Linked DNA regions of Pan troglodytes: region 2 is linked to region 1. Evidence: chromatin contacts called from public Hi-C data. All regions are on one chromosome and are shown on one strand. Each heading gives the region's core, a stretch centred on a gene start, on an enhancer-like site or on the middle of the called end of the contact. The rest is flanking DNA. Distances are from core to core; before and after follow the strand shown. Region 1 holds the start of CAMLG (calcium modulating ligand). Region 2 holds the start of PCBD2 (pterin-4 alpha-carbinolamine dehydratase 2).

Evidence for each region. A called contact is a pair of places that touch in the nucleus more often than the background predicts.
Region 2: a contact with region 1 is called in a Hi-C map of stem cell-derived neural progenitor cells, with 5 times the contacts expected there. The contact joins the promoter of PCBD2 here to the promoter of CAMLG in region 1. A contact is called at or near these places in 1 of 7 Hi-C or Micro-C datasets (stem cell-derived neural progenitor cells) and 1 of 1 datasets of contacts at active chromatin or transcription factors (stem cell-derived excitatory neurons).

What each region holds. Positions count from the first base shown.
Region 1 is chr4:132,485,750-132,492,147 of NHGRI_mPanTro3-v2.0_pri, reverse strand. CAMLG (calcium modulating ligand) reads right to left here and starts at 4,959. Exons shown (of 4, transcript XM_518170.8): 1 at 3,931-4,959; 2 at 1,191-1,651. The coding sequence starts at 4,102.
Region 2 is chr4:132,647,749-132,654,481 of NHGRI_mPanTro3-v2.0_pri, reverse strand. It overlaps PCBD2 (pterin-4 alpha-carbinolamine dehydratase 2), which reads right to left and starts at 2,635. Exons shown (of 4, transcript XM_001168076.7): 1 at 2,426-2,635. The coding sequence starts at 2,509. TXNDC15 (thioredoxin domain containing 15) reads right to left here. Exons shown (of 5, transcript XM_001168003.6): 5 at 5,102-5,819. The coding sequence ends at 5,623.

The sequences.
Region 1 (6,398 bases), core at 3,710-6,209:
TTTAATTATCTGGATATTTATGTGCCTGGTACATATACTTAAAATGTCTACTGAATGGAAAAACTTCAGAGCAAGACACTGAACTATGAGCTATGCTTTTCTGCATTCTTTAATATACTATAAAACAAAATGACTACATCATGGTACAACCAAAATGGACTCATTATGATATATTAGGAAATGCTGAAATGTCTTCTGAACCATAGGAAGATTACCTCATATTCAGGACCAGAGGAACTGCATTTTACTATTTCAAATTATTTGAAAATTGATAATATACAGTATATATATGTAAAGCACTTAACCCTTTGGTTAAGGACTGAAACTGCCAGGGTTTAATCCCAGCACCGCTTAGTAGCTGTGTGACCTTGGGCAAATGATTTAACCTCTCTGAGTCTTCATTTCCCAATGGATTCACATAATACCAAGCTCATAAGAATAAGGATTAGATGAATTAATATATGCAAAACAATGAGAAAGGTCCATAGAATGAAAAATGGGTTTTAGTACAGTCATCCCTCAGTATCAGCAGAGGACTGGTACCAGGTTCCTCCTGATACCAAAATCCATAGATGCTCAAGTCCCTTATGTAAAACGGCACAGTAAATATAACCTACTCACTTCCTCCCATATACTTTAAATCATTTCTAGATTTTTTATGCCTAATGCAATGTAAATAGTTGTTATACTGTTTTTATTTGTATTATTTACTATTTGTTATTGTTGTATTATTTTTCCCCCAAATATATACACATACATATATTTTCGAGACGGGGTCTCACTCTGTCACCCAGGCTGGAGTGCAGTGCCGTTATCCTGGCTCACTGCAACCTCCGCCTCCCGGGTTCAAGCGATTCTCCTGCCTCAGCCTCCCAAGTAACTGGGATTACAGGCGTGCACCACCACACCCGGCTAAATCCAAATATTTTCAATCCACAATTGGTTGAATCCACATAGGGTGCAGAACCAACTGATATGGAGGGCCAGCAGTAATTATTAGGCTCTGTATTTAACCAGAACACTTCATTCTATGAGATGAATAGCAAAGTTAATAATATATCTTCAAACAGCCACATGGATCTGGTAGATATTAATACTGGCAATGACTTCTATGGATCAAAAGCACTCATAATTATTAACATTTTGCATTTTCCATTAAGTTAGTTAATAATTTACAGATCTTTTCTTACCAAGTATTTGCAAACAAAAGCTCTGACTCCAAGAGCAAGAAGTGCACATCCCACCAATCTAAATATTCGAAAAGAGTCAAATTCTTCTGTTGTATTTCCATCCTCTTGACTGGGTTTTTCACTAATCAGCTGTTTCCTTAGCTTCATTGCTTCTTCGAATCTGGAAAGGTACTGCTCTAGGCCATGGCGGGAACCCCTCTGGACTGAGTCCGCTGTCAGGTCCCCTCTGTTCCGCTGCCGGAGCTCAAGGTTGACATCATTACTGCACTCAGGTGGTTTAATGAACGAGTCCAATTTGTCTCCCAGTTGGGTCCCCTTTACCTCGGCCACACCACCCTGCTGGTCAGTTGTTCCTGTACTGACTGAATCACCCAGCACTACTCGCTTTGAAACGGAAGGAACGCTGAGGGAGTTCAGTTTATCACTGTCCTGCTGCTTTGATTTTGTTTGACTTTCTTCTTCTGAGAAAAGAAATGTAAAAGCCTTATGTATTTATTCCATATTGGCAAACACCTTACATGTTTATGTTTTAAAATATGCTGTTGCAGCTAGAACTCAGCAGCCTCTGAATCAAAATAAATAAATACCGATTCTGCATTAAAGAAAAGCTGGTTTCGGCCAAGTAACATGGCTCATGCCTGTAATCCCAACACTTTGGGAGGCTGAGGCGGACGGATCATGAGGTCAAGAGATTGAGACCATCCTAGCCAACATGGTGAAACCCCGTCTCTACTAAAAATACAAAAATTAGCTGGGTGTGGTGGCGTGTGTCTGTAGTCCCAGCTGCCTATAGTCCCAGCTACTCTGGCTGAGGCAGGAGAATCACTTGAAACCCGGGGGGCGGAGGTTGCAGAGATTGCGCCACTGCACTCCATCTGCATCTGCCTGGCGACAGAGCGAGACTCCATCTCAAAACAAAAAAAAGAAAAAAGCTGGATTCTTCCTCTACACCCTCAAAATATATCACCCAAAATGAATATTCTGCAGAGGAAATAACCCAAACTTTGTGGGTAGGAGATAAGATTAGTAGACAAACTGGGAAAGATATTCAGAGATGGAGCAAGCTGAAAAGACCAACTTTTTATGGATAATATATCCCAGATGTATGATTGCATTGCCTGCCTTAGCTTATTTGGTTAAAAATATAAAATCAGTAAAGCCTTTTAAAATCTATATTTTAAAATTAGATTTCTGAATCCAGTGCCCTATGAGCATAGGGTGTGGCATATCCCACAGCTACTGTTTATGTAGTCAGGCAGCCATTAGTAAGCACTTCAGCAGTTTTAAGACACTACTCTGGGGTTTTGTTTTTGTTTTCGTTTTAAAAAAAAGGCCAGGCACAATGGCTCACACCTGTAATCCTGTAAGCCCAGCACTTTTGGAAGCCAAGGCTGGTGGATCACTTGAGCCCAGAAGTTCGAGACCAGCTTAGGAAACATAGTGAGACCCCCCCCCCCCGCCATCTCCACACACACAATTTTTTTTTAAATTAGCCAGGCATGGTGGTGTACACCTGTGGTCCTAGCTACTCCGGAGGCTGAGGTAGCAGGATTGCTTAAGCCCGGGAGTTTGAGGCTGCAGTAAGCTATGATCATGCCACTGCACTCCAGCCTGGCCTACAGAGGGAGACCCTGTCTCAAAAAATAAAACAACCTTTAAAGACATAAAATTTTCAAAGCAAAAGAACAAAATATAGAAAGTACCTCAGGTAAGATCATAAATAATGCTTTAAGAATAAATAGCCCGATAGAAAAATGTTTCTTCTATTGTTCTAGAAGAATTTGAAATGGTTTTCTTACCTCTCATTTGAACTGTCTAAAAGTTCAGAGCTATACACCTAAAGCCTTACAGAACAAAAGTCACAAAGATATAAGGAGCTTGCGACCAGTGACTAAAGGCCAATTACTAAAGGAAACACTGGAAACTTAGATAACACTAGGGCGCGCTAATTGCTCAATTATACTCACGTGAAATAAATTTTTTTTAAAGAAAATCATTGGACATGTGTTTGGGGGAGGAAGGAGGCGCTCTCCTTAGAAATGCAGCTCCAGACATCAATCACAACAATATCCCCTGATGAGGAGAGGAAACTCTCAGGTGTGCACTTCGCACTTGCTGGGTCTCTGAAGAATGCTCACTCTCACTTTTCCCACCTTTTCTAGCCGGCCCGTAGGTGACAGTGTTGAGGGCACTGAACACAAACACTAGGATACGAGCACAAGAGTCCCTGATACACGTAGGATGAACTAGCGGGCAGTTCAGTAAAGACAGGCTGATGTGGGCAGACAAGAGTTACACAGCAAAAGGCAAAAGAAGGTAGACGCTAGAGAAGGCACTGTAAGGAAAAGCACTTGGAATCTTAAGAAGGAAAGCCATCTTCCTAAGGGGAGCAGTAGACACGACAGTCTGGGGGATAGAACGTGCGCCCTTCAAGAAAGGCGAGGAGTGGCTAAGGAAAAAAGGGGCTGTTCAACGTAACTGGGAAGAGGGAGTGAGAGCTCTGCAGGCAGGGTGGGGAAAATCTCACGGCGAGGCCCCGGGAAAATTGGGGGGAGCGACTAGGAACATCCTGGGGTTCAGGGATGAGAACTTGGGATATCACCGAAGGGGCGGGACAGAGAGGAAGTCAAAGACCAAGGCTTGGTCAAAAAGGTCAGAGGAGTGGAGGTGGGAGAGGGAAGAATGACCCTGAAGATTCAAGGTGATGGGCGGGAGACTGAGGGGAAATCGACGCTCTTACCCGCGCCGCTCCCGGGCCTGTGAAAGCCCATGATCCGGTTGATGCGCTGTTCCGAGTTCATGAGCAGCTTTCTCCGACGCAGCTCGGCCCGACGCTGGGAAGCCGACAGACCTGAGCCCGCTGGGACCCCCGGCCTCTCCCCGCCGTCGGTAGCGACGGCCATCGACTCCATCCCCCCGTCCACAGTCTGGGAGGGGTGGCAGTGGCGGTGATGTTGGCCGCCGCTGCGAGGGCGATGACTAGAGGCCGGGCCGCAGGGCGCGCGTCCCCTTCCCACTATAGACCCGCCCCCGAGCGCGGTCCCGGAGCCTGTGAGCTAAGCACTCACGCACCGCCCCACGCGACCAAGCGCGAGGCTCTGGCCGCCATCTTGAGTGAGGGCAGCGCTGGAAGCTCTGGTGCCTCCCCAACTCTTCTGGCCCTCACCCAACAGCCCCCTCTGCTGTTCACTCGGAGGTGAAGAAAACCAGCACCCAGGGCCGGGAGTGGTGGCTCACGCCTGTAATCCTAGCACTTTGGAAGGCCGAGGCGGGCGGATCACGAGGTCACGATTTCGAGAGTAGCCTGGCCAACATGGTGACCCCCTCCCCCCTCCCCCCACCCGTCTCTACTAAAAATACAAAAACTTAGCCGGGCGTGGTGGCGCGCGCCTGTAATCCCAGCTACTCGGGAGGCTGAGGCAGGAGAATCTCTTGGACCCAGGAGGCGGAGGTTGCTGTGAGCCGAGATCGCGCCACTGTACTCCAGCCTGGGCTACAGAGCGAGACTCTGTCTCGAGAAAAAAAAAAGAAAGAAAGAAAGAAAACCAAACCGGGAGTGGGAAAGGGATGGCAGTAAATAGGTCAGCCTAGATTTGGTGCCAGGAAGCAAAATGGAGGTCGCAGCGGCAGTCGCTTGTTTACAGACCCGCGGCCTCGCCTGTAGGCAATGGGAATACGTAACCCTGGGAGCCGCGCTTAAAGGGAGCCTTACGCTGGGATTTGTTCTTGGTGCCTGTTCCTCATCCTTAACTTCTCTACGCCGAAGTATACGGCTGATGTGTTCCTAGGCTTTCCTCGCGTTTTGTGCGTTTTTATTCAAATTAGAATTTCCCATTGAAACCTTTCGTGCACATTCTATCTAAATTGCCAACACTCCCCATTCCCCTTCACCTTGTTTTTTCTCCTTGTCGTTCATGACCACCTCGCATGCTATTATTTTTTCTCCTTGCCATTTATGACCACCTCGCATGCTAAAGATGCTCCAGCCTGGGCGACAGAACGAGACTCCGTCTCAAAAAAAAAAAAAAAAAAAAAAAAAAGGAAAAGGAAAGAAAAAAACAAAAAGGCCGGGAGCGGTGGCTCACGTCTGTAATCCTAACTTTGGGAGGCTGAGGCAGGCGGATCACCTGAGGTCAGGAGTTCGAGACCAGCCTGGCCAATATGGCAAAACCCCGTCTCTTCTAAAAATACAAAAATTAGCCGGACCTGGTGGCATGCACCTGTAATCCCAGCTACTTGGGAGGCTGAGGCAGGAGAATCGCTTGAACCTGGGAGGCAGAAATTGCAGTGAGCCGAGATCATGCCACTGCACTCCAGCCTGGGCGACAGAGGGAGACTCCGTCTCAAAAATACATATATAAAAGAAAGAAATAAAATAAAATCAGAACAAATGACTGGGCGCGGTGGCTCATGCCTGTAATTCCAGCACTTTGTGAGGGCTGAGATGGGTGGATTACTTGAGGCCAGGAATTCGAGACCAGTCTGGCCAACGTGGCAAAACCCTGACTGTACTAAAAATACAAAAATTAGTCGGGCTTGGTGGCGTGTGCCTGTGGTCCCAGCTACTTGGGAGGCTAAGGTGGGAGCATCACCTGATCCTGGGGAGGTTGAAGCTGCAGTGAGCAATGATCGGGCCACTGCACTCCAGACTGGGTGACACAGTGAGACCCCATCTCAAAAAAGTTTTTTCAGAAAAAAATAATATATTTGCTATATTGTAATGGATCCAGTCTGGATTATAGTCATCATTAATAGCAATACAGTCATAAAATATAATTTTAAGTATGTTTTCAGGCAGGAAGGAGCCACAAAGGCAAAAGAGCTTAGGGCCCTTGAAAGTCATAATGCAGCCTTGGCATTCAGTAATGACTTACTAAGTGAATGATTAGATGAATGAAGGAATTGAATCCATCAACCCTTGCTAACAGGGAGCATGGCCAGTTCACACCTGAGGCTGCGGAGGGTTTTGAAGCAGCTTACTGGGTGGGCCCCCTGCAACTAAGCCTGCCACACAATCACCCTCAAAATAAGGAAGTGGGTGAAATACCACTTAGAAGATAATAAAATACTATATTTATATTAATACTGAAAAAGAAGTGAAAACAAAAGAAACTTCGGTTTGGATTCAACAACATAAGGAGCTCAAAGAATATACAGACTGAACTTTCACCCTTGATTGGATGAAAGTTAAATCCCAGGGACATCCAC
Region 2 (6,733 bases), core at 1,386-3,885, 160 kb before region 1:
AAACTCCGACTCAAAAAAAAAAAAAAAAATCAAAAGAGATTCATTCATCAGTTTTTCAGTGACAGTTCTGAAAAACTTACACATACATCTATCATAAGAAATCTAAAATTCTTGGCGAGGCGTGGTGGCTCATGCCTGTAATCCCAGCACTTTGGGAGGCCAAGGCGAGCAGATCACAAGGTCAGGAGTTCGAGGCCAGCCTGGCCAAGATGGTGAAACCCGTCTCTACTAAAAATACAAAAATTAGCCAAGCATGGTGGCGCGCGCCTATAGTCTCAGCTACTCCGGAGGCTGAGGCAGGAGAATCGCTGGAACACAGGAGGCGAAGGTTGCAGTGCGCCAAGACCGCACCACTGCACTCCAGTCTGGGCAACAGAGCGAGACTCCGTCTCAAAAAAAGAGAAAGAATTCTGAAATTCTTATTAAACACTTATTTTGTCAACTCAGAGAATTTTGGAAAAGAAACAGAATTATGTGTGTCCACACTGAGTAGCTGCAAAGAAAACCATTAAACATGCTGCCTGTAATAAGGCAGGAACCTGGAGTCTGTAGAACACACTCTGAGCTGTTTTTTCTGAGTGCTGGACCATCCACATCCCCGCTAAGATCAGTGGTATGCACTTTATGCCCACAACAGACACCTGCCCAGCAGCAAGAACCACGCCCAGAACTGGGAAATGGAGCCACTTCATCTACATAACATCAAAGGCCCCCATGAGGGCACATTCACAGCAGAACCCTTGGTGGTGGGCTTAATTTTTTCAGGGGATGGGGGGTAGGCTAGGACTTGAAGAGAGTAAACTAGATCTAAGGTCTAACTTTGTTACTTTTAGCTGTGGGATACTAAACTCCGCTTTTCTGAATTCCGGGATCCTTCTGTCTGTAGTGGGGATATTATAATATCTACCTGACAAGATTTTTTGAAAGGCTTAGATTACAGATCTTGAATATGAGGGTACCTAGCATTCAGCCTGGCATGTGGCAGCGCTCAAATCATGTCTGTTGATTCATTCCTTCCCAGAACACCCTAATCTTACTGGATCACTAGCACCTGGGGCAGAGTACGCCTGAAGACACGCCTAGGTGACAGTAGGCACTCGTGTTCTCCCCTTCGTGGCCAAGAAACGGCGGAGTGCCTATCTTCCTCCGTCTTCGAGCTATTTTAAATTTCTTCTATTACAGCACTTTGGGAGGCCGAGGAGGGTGGATCACGAGGTCAGGAGATCGAGACCATCCTGGCTAACACTGTGAAACCCCACCTCTACTAAACATACAAAAAAATTAGCCGGGCGTGGCGACGGGCGCCTGTTGTCCCAGCTACTCGGGAGGCTGAGGCAGGAAAACGGCTTGAACCCAGGAGGCGGAGCTTGCAGTAAGCCGAGATCGCGCCACTGCACTCCAGCCTGGGTGACGGCGCGAGACTCCGTCTCAAAAAAAAAAAAAAAAAAAAAAAAAAATTTCTTCTATTAAAGGATTTCAGGCCAGGCGCAGTGGCTCGCGCCTGTAATCCCAGCACTTTGGGAGGCCGAGGCAGGTGGATCACCTGAGGTCAGGAGTTCGAGACCAGCCTGGCCAACATGGCGAAAACCCCTCTCTACTAAAAATATAAAAAATTACCTGGGCGAAATGGCACGCGCCTGTAATCGCAGCTACTCGGGAGGGTGAGGCAGGAGAATCGCGTGAACCCAGGAGACGGAGGTTGCAGTGAGCCGAGATCGCGCCACTGCACTCCGGGCTCGGCGATACAGCGAGACTCCGTATCGAAAAAACAAAACAAAACAAAACATTTCAAACTGAAATGGGCGGTTAAAATGCAACTTAAAATTAGATGGTGAGTTTAACGCACCACTTTTCCACTAGGTGGTGCTGCATGTTAAAACTTTCCATTTACTCCAAAATATTAATTTCTACAGCAGGAAAACTGACGGCCCCTTGGAAAAGGAAAGAAAAGCCAATATGTCACCAAAAAAGACAATTTATTAATAACTCCTCCAAAACCTCTGTGGGTTCCCCTTGGAGTGAAGCGCGAGCAGGGAGCCGCCATAGGGAGTCGGGCCCGCAGCGCCGTTCGTCCTCAGCACAGCGAGCGGCGGCGGGCACCGAATTGCTCTGCAACTACTTTTCACATCTGCCTTTTGTAGTTGCTGAACAAAATTCGTTCCCATTTGTTTCCGGTTGGCAAGTTCGTAGGCTTCGGCGGAAGTGTAAAGTCAAGGGCAAGTGGCGGAGGCTGCGGCCACCCCGGTCTCTGAGCGGCGCGCCGGGCAGGTGCTCAGTCCCAGGACGCGGTGACCCGACGCCCGAGCTCCAAGGCCCGGCCCACGCCGGGTTCGCCCCAGTCCCGCTGGTCCCTCAGCCGACGCCGCCGGGCATCGCACCGCCCCCCGACCCCGGACCCCCACCCACGCGGCCGCTGTACACTCACCATGGCCGCGAGCCCTAGCCTCTGGCCTCGCAGCGCCGCCAACAAGCGCCACGTCGCCCCCCGCGCCCCGAGCACCGCCGCCATTGGCCGTCTGCCGAGGGCTGCCCCGCGCGCTGCCTGCCGGCCGCCCACAGCCGCCCCCGACCCGACCCCGCCCAGCTACCGCCGCCCTGGTAGTCTCCCTGCGGGGCTGGCCCGGAGCGGGGGCTGTGTGTGGGCAGCGCCCAGCCTTCCCGCGGGCACAGGCGCAGCCCGGACCCCGAACACCCCCAGGAGCTTCAGCGGTCGCCAGCGCCCTTGGCCGCCAGGTGGACTCTGCGCGCCCCACAGCCGTAGGCCCAGCAGCCGCGCGCGGTCCCCGCCCCGTGCGGGCCCGTCGCGTCTGTGCCCGGGACGCAGGTCGCCCGGCGTGCGCTGGCCTTGCCCTCCGGTCCTCGCTGCGCTAGGAGGAACTTCGCCCAGCCTCGGGCGCCGGCCTCCTCCGCTTCGCGGGCGCTAGCACCGAGCTGTGCTCCCCGCTTGGCGGCGCTGCGCGCAGTCCATGCGGGCAGGAGGATGTCGCAGGCCAGGGAGGGGCAGTTGAGCGGCAGGGCTGGGGCAGTGAACCACGGCAGTTCCCATCGGGGGCTCCTAAGTCTTGCAGTCGTGGGTTCGAACGCAGCCTCTGTTCAGTCATCGCGCAGCTGCCAAGTTCTTGAGCCAGCTGGCTCGTCTGGGTTTGCCTGGACCAAAAAGTGTGGAAACCCGGCCTGTAATCCCCTCCCAAACGTGTCCGTGCCCTGTTTACCCCCAGGCTCAGCACACAGTAGGAGCTCTGCAGACAGCTGTGAACAGATTTAGGTGAATCTTTTCTTGTATCATTTTTGGGGAGGTATTCTTTCTTTTTTTTTTTTTTTTTTTTTGGCTTTTTTGAGATGTAATTGACATACTATTAAGAATATTCACTTGTATCTTTTTTTTTTTTTTTTTTTTTTTGAGACGGAGTCTCGCTCTGTCGCCCAGGCTGGAGTGCAGTGGTGCGATCTCGGCTCACTGCAAGCTCCGCCTCCCGGGTTCACGCCATTCTCCTGCCTTAGTCTCCCGAGTAGCTGGGACTACAGGCACCCGCCACCACGCCCGGCTAATTTTGTTTTTGTATGTTTAGTAGAGACGGGGTTTCACAGTGTTCGCCAGGATGGCCTCAATCTCCTGACGTCGTGATCCGCCCGCCTCGGCCTCCTAAAGTGCTGGGATTACAGGTGTGAGCCACCTCGCCCGGCCTCTTTTTCGTTTGTTTTTAACTGAATAGTTTAAGCAGGCCAGGCATGGTGGCCCGCACCTGTAATCACAGCACTTTGGGAGGACTAGGCAGGAGGATCACTTGAGGCCAGATGTTCGAGATCTGCCTGGGCAACATGGCAAAACCCCATCTCTATTAAAAATACAAAAATTAGCCACGCGTGGTGGCACGTGCTGGTAGTTCCAGCTATCCGTGAGGCTGAGATGGGAGGATGGCTTGAGCCCGGGAGGCTGCAGTGAGCCGAAATCACGCCACTGCATTCCATCGACAGCAAAATACCCTGTCCCTCACCCCCCTCAAAAATAAAAAAAAAAAGTTTATGCAAATTAATAAGCAGTTTTGCAGAGGATATGGCGAAATATATTTTTTTAAGAACAAGAGTCCATTTAACTTCAACTTAGCAGTTGTTAGCAGTCCATCCATATGGACCTAGAAAAAATAAAGCATTTTGCCTCAAAGTAGCCCAAAATTCACGGGCTTCTTCCCATTTGCCCACTTGACAAAATGTAACCATTTCGCCGGGTGCGGTGGCTCATACCTGTAATCCCAGCACTTTGGGAGGGTGAGTCGGGTGGATCAATTGAGGCCAGGAGTTCGAGACCAGCCTGGCCAAAATGATGAAACCCCGTCTCTACTAAAAATACAAAAATCAGCCGGGCATGGTGGTGCGTGCCTGTAATCCCAGCTACTGAGGAAACTGAGGCAGGAGAATAGCTTGAACCCGGGAGGCAGAGGTTGCAGTGAGCCAAGATTGCACCATTGCACTCCAGCCTAAGTGACAGAGTGAGACTTTGTCTAAAAAAAAAAAAAGTTTGTTTAAATTACATGTTGTCTCTTTACTAAATGTGTCTTGAACTACACTAGAATCAACTTGTGGGCAAGAACAGTGTTTTACACTTCAATACTTCTTTTTGTTTGTTTTTGAGATAGAGTTTCGCTCTGGTTGCACAGGCTGGAGTGCAGTGGCGTGATCTCAGCTCACTGCAACCTCTGCCTCCCGGGTTCAACTGATTCTCATGCCTCAGCTTCCCAACTAGCTGGGATTACAGGTGCCCGCCACCACGCCCAGCTAATTTTTTGTATTTTTAGTAGAGACAGGGTTTCACCAAGTTGGCCAGGCTGGTCTCAAAAGTCCTAACCTCAAGTGATCCTCCCGCCTTGGCCTCCCAAAGTGCTGGGATTACAGGCGTGAGCCACTGCGCCCAGCCTGCTGGGAACATTTTAAGGTTCAATTAATGCATGCTGCTTAGATAACTATGATTAAAATGTATACGTTAGCATAGAACTGATAATAATTGAGCTTTAGTTACAGCATTTCCTTTCTCCTAACATCTCCCTTACCCAGAAACAACTTAAAACACTTCAAATTTTTTGAGTGAAAGTAGAGATCACAAACATCAAGGTATTTGACTCTTATTTTCCATCACTTGCTACTTGAGGGGGTCACACTAACCAATTCTGGTTACATACTTTCCTGCTATGGACTCTAGAAGAAAAACTGCAAAGAAACAGAAAACTAACCTTCTTAAACATATATAAGGAATCAAGGGTTTCCTTAAACTATTATCTGAGAGTCCTATTTTTGCCTTCTGTATAGTAAGCATGTCATTCTACTCACTATTCTACCGGAACACGTCTTCACATTTCAAACTGGATTACTTTTCAAATACTGGATTACGTTCATGCAGTAAAAACAAGAATAATGCATCTATTGAATATTTTTGCATTTGCTTATTGCAATACTAGTTAAAACACCAGTTTATAATGTTTTTATACATTCAGTTGTTCAACAAATGATTCTTTTAATCTGCCTGAAGTTTCAAGTCAACACATCACTGGAGAAAATGTATGAAACTGTAGCACTAATTTCTGAAACGAAGGATTGAAGTTCCTCTTTCCAACTTCTTTCAGACCATCACTACTCCACATGTTCCTGCTCTTGTCCTGGAATTAGCCACCGAATACTCTCAGTTCGAATGGTAGCATACATAATAAAACTAATTAAAAAGAATAAGGAAAATACAAGCAACCAGTCCACACTTTTTATCAAAGTGCTGGGAAGAGGGCCTATTTGGTCGGCTTGAGTTACCACCACATTCTTCTTGGCTTCTATACCTGAAAGAAAAATCACTGGTTTCAAATCAGGCAGAAAAAGCACCCACCGCAGATTTTTCTCAAGTATTATGTATGGTATGCAAAATGACATGCAGTCCTAAAATAAGCATTGCCACTAGTATATATATAAATATATGGGATGGATTTCACTTGCCTATCAGTGTAATTTGTAAGTTGCCTTTCTCCCCACTGCATCAAAGGATCAGGAACCCATTCAGCTGTTCACAACTAAAACACTAGAATTTCTGTGAACTCATCAGAAGTTTCTTAGTCAATGTGTTTATGAGAGTTGTATTTTGGTGTCTTTTGAGACCAAAGTTCAGTAAGTAACTAGTAAAACTCCTCTCAGGTGTCTACAGAATGTTTTCACAGGTTAAGTAATGCTAAATTCGAAATGCTTTTTTTTTTTTTTCTGTGATGAAGTCCTGCTCTGTCTCCCAGGCTGGAGTGCAGTGGTGCGATCTCAGCTCCGCCTCCTGGGTTCGAGCGATTCTCTTGCCTCACCCTCCCAAGTAGCTGGGATTATAGGCACACACCACCATGCCTGGCTAATTTTTTTGTATTTTTAGTAGAGACGAGGTTTCACCATGTTGGCCAGGCTGGTCTCGAACTCCAGACCTCAGTTGATCCGCCCACCTCAGCCTCCCAAAGTGTTGGGATCACAGGTGTGAGCCACCGCACCCAGCCCCAAAATGCTTTTAATAATTTACTGAAAGAACTGTTATAACAACAAGCCACCAATGGAAACAGGGATTACCAAAGATGCTCTGACTCCCAGATTTGTGTTCTAGGTTTTCTTAGAGCACTAAACAAAATGGCTCCCTCTCCACACATCAATCGAAATGACAATCAGGGATCCATGACAAGACTTGGACTAGCTAACCACCTTGTAATATCCTACTTTTACTCCTATC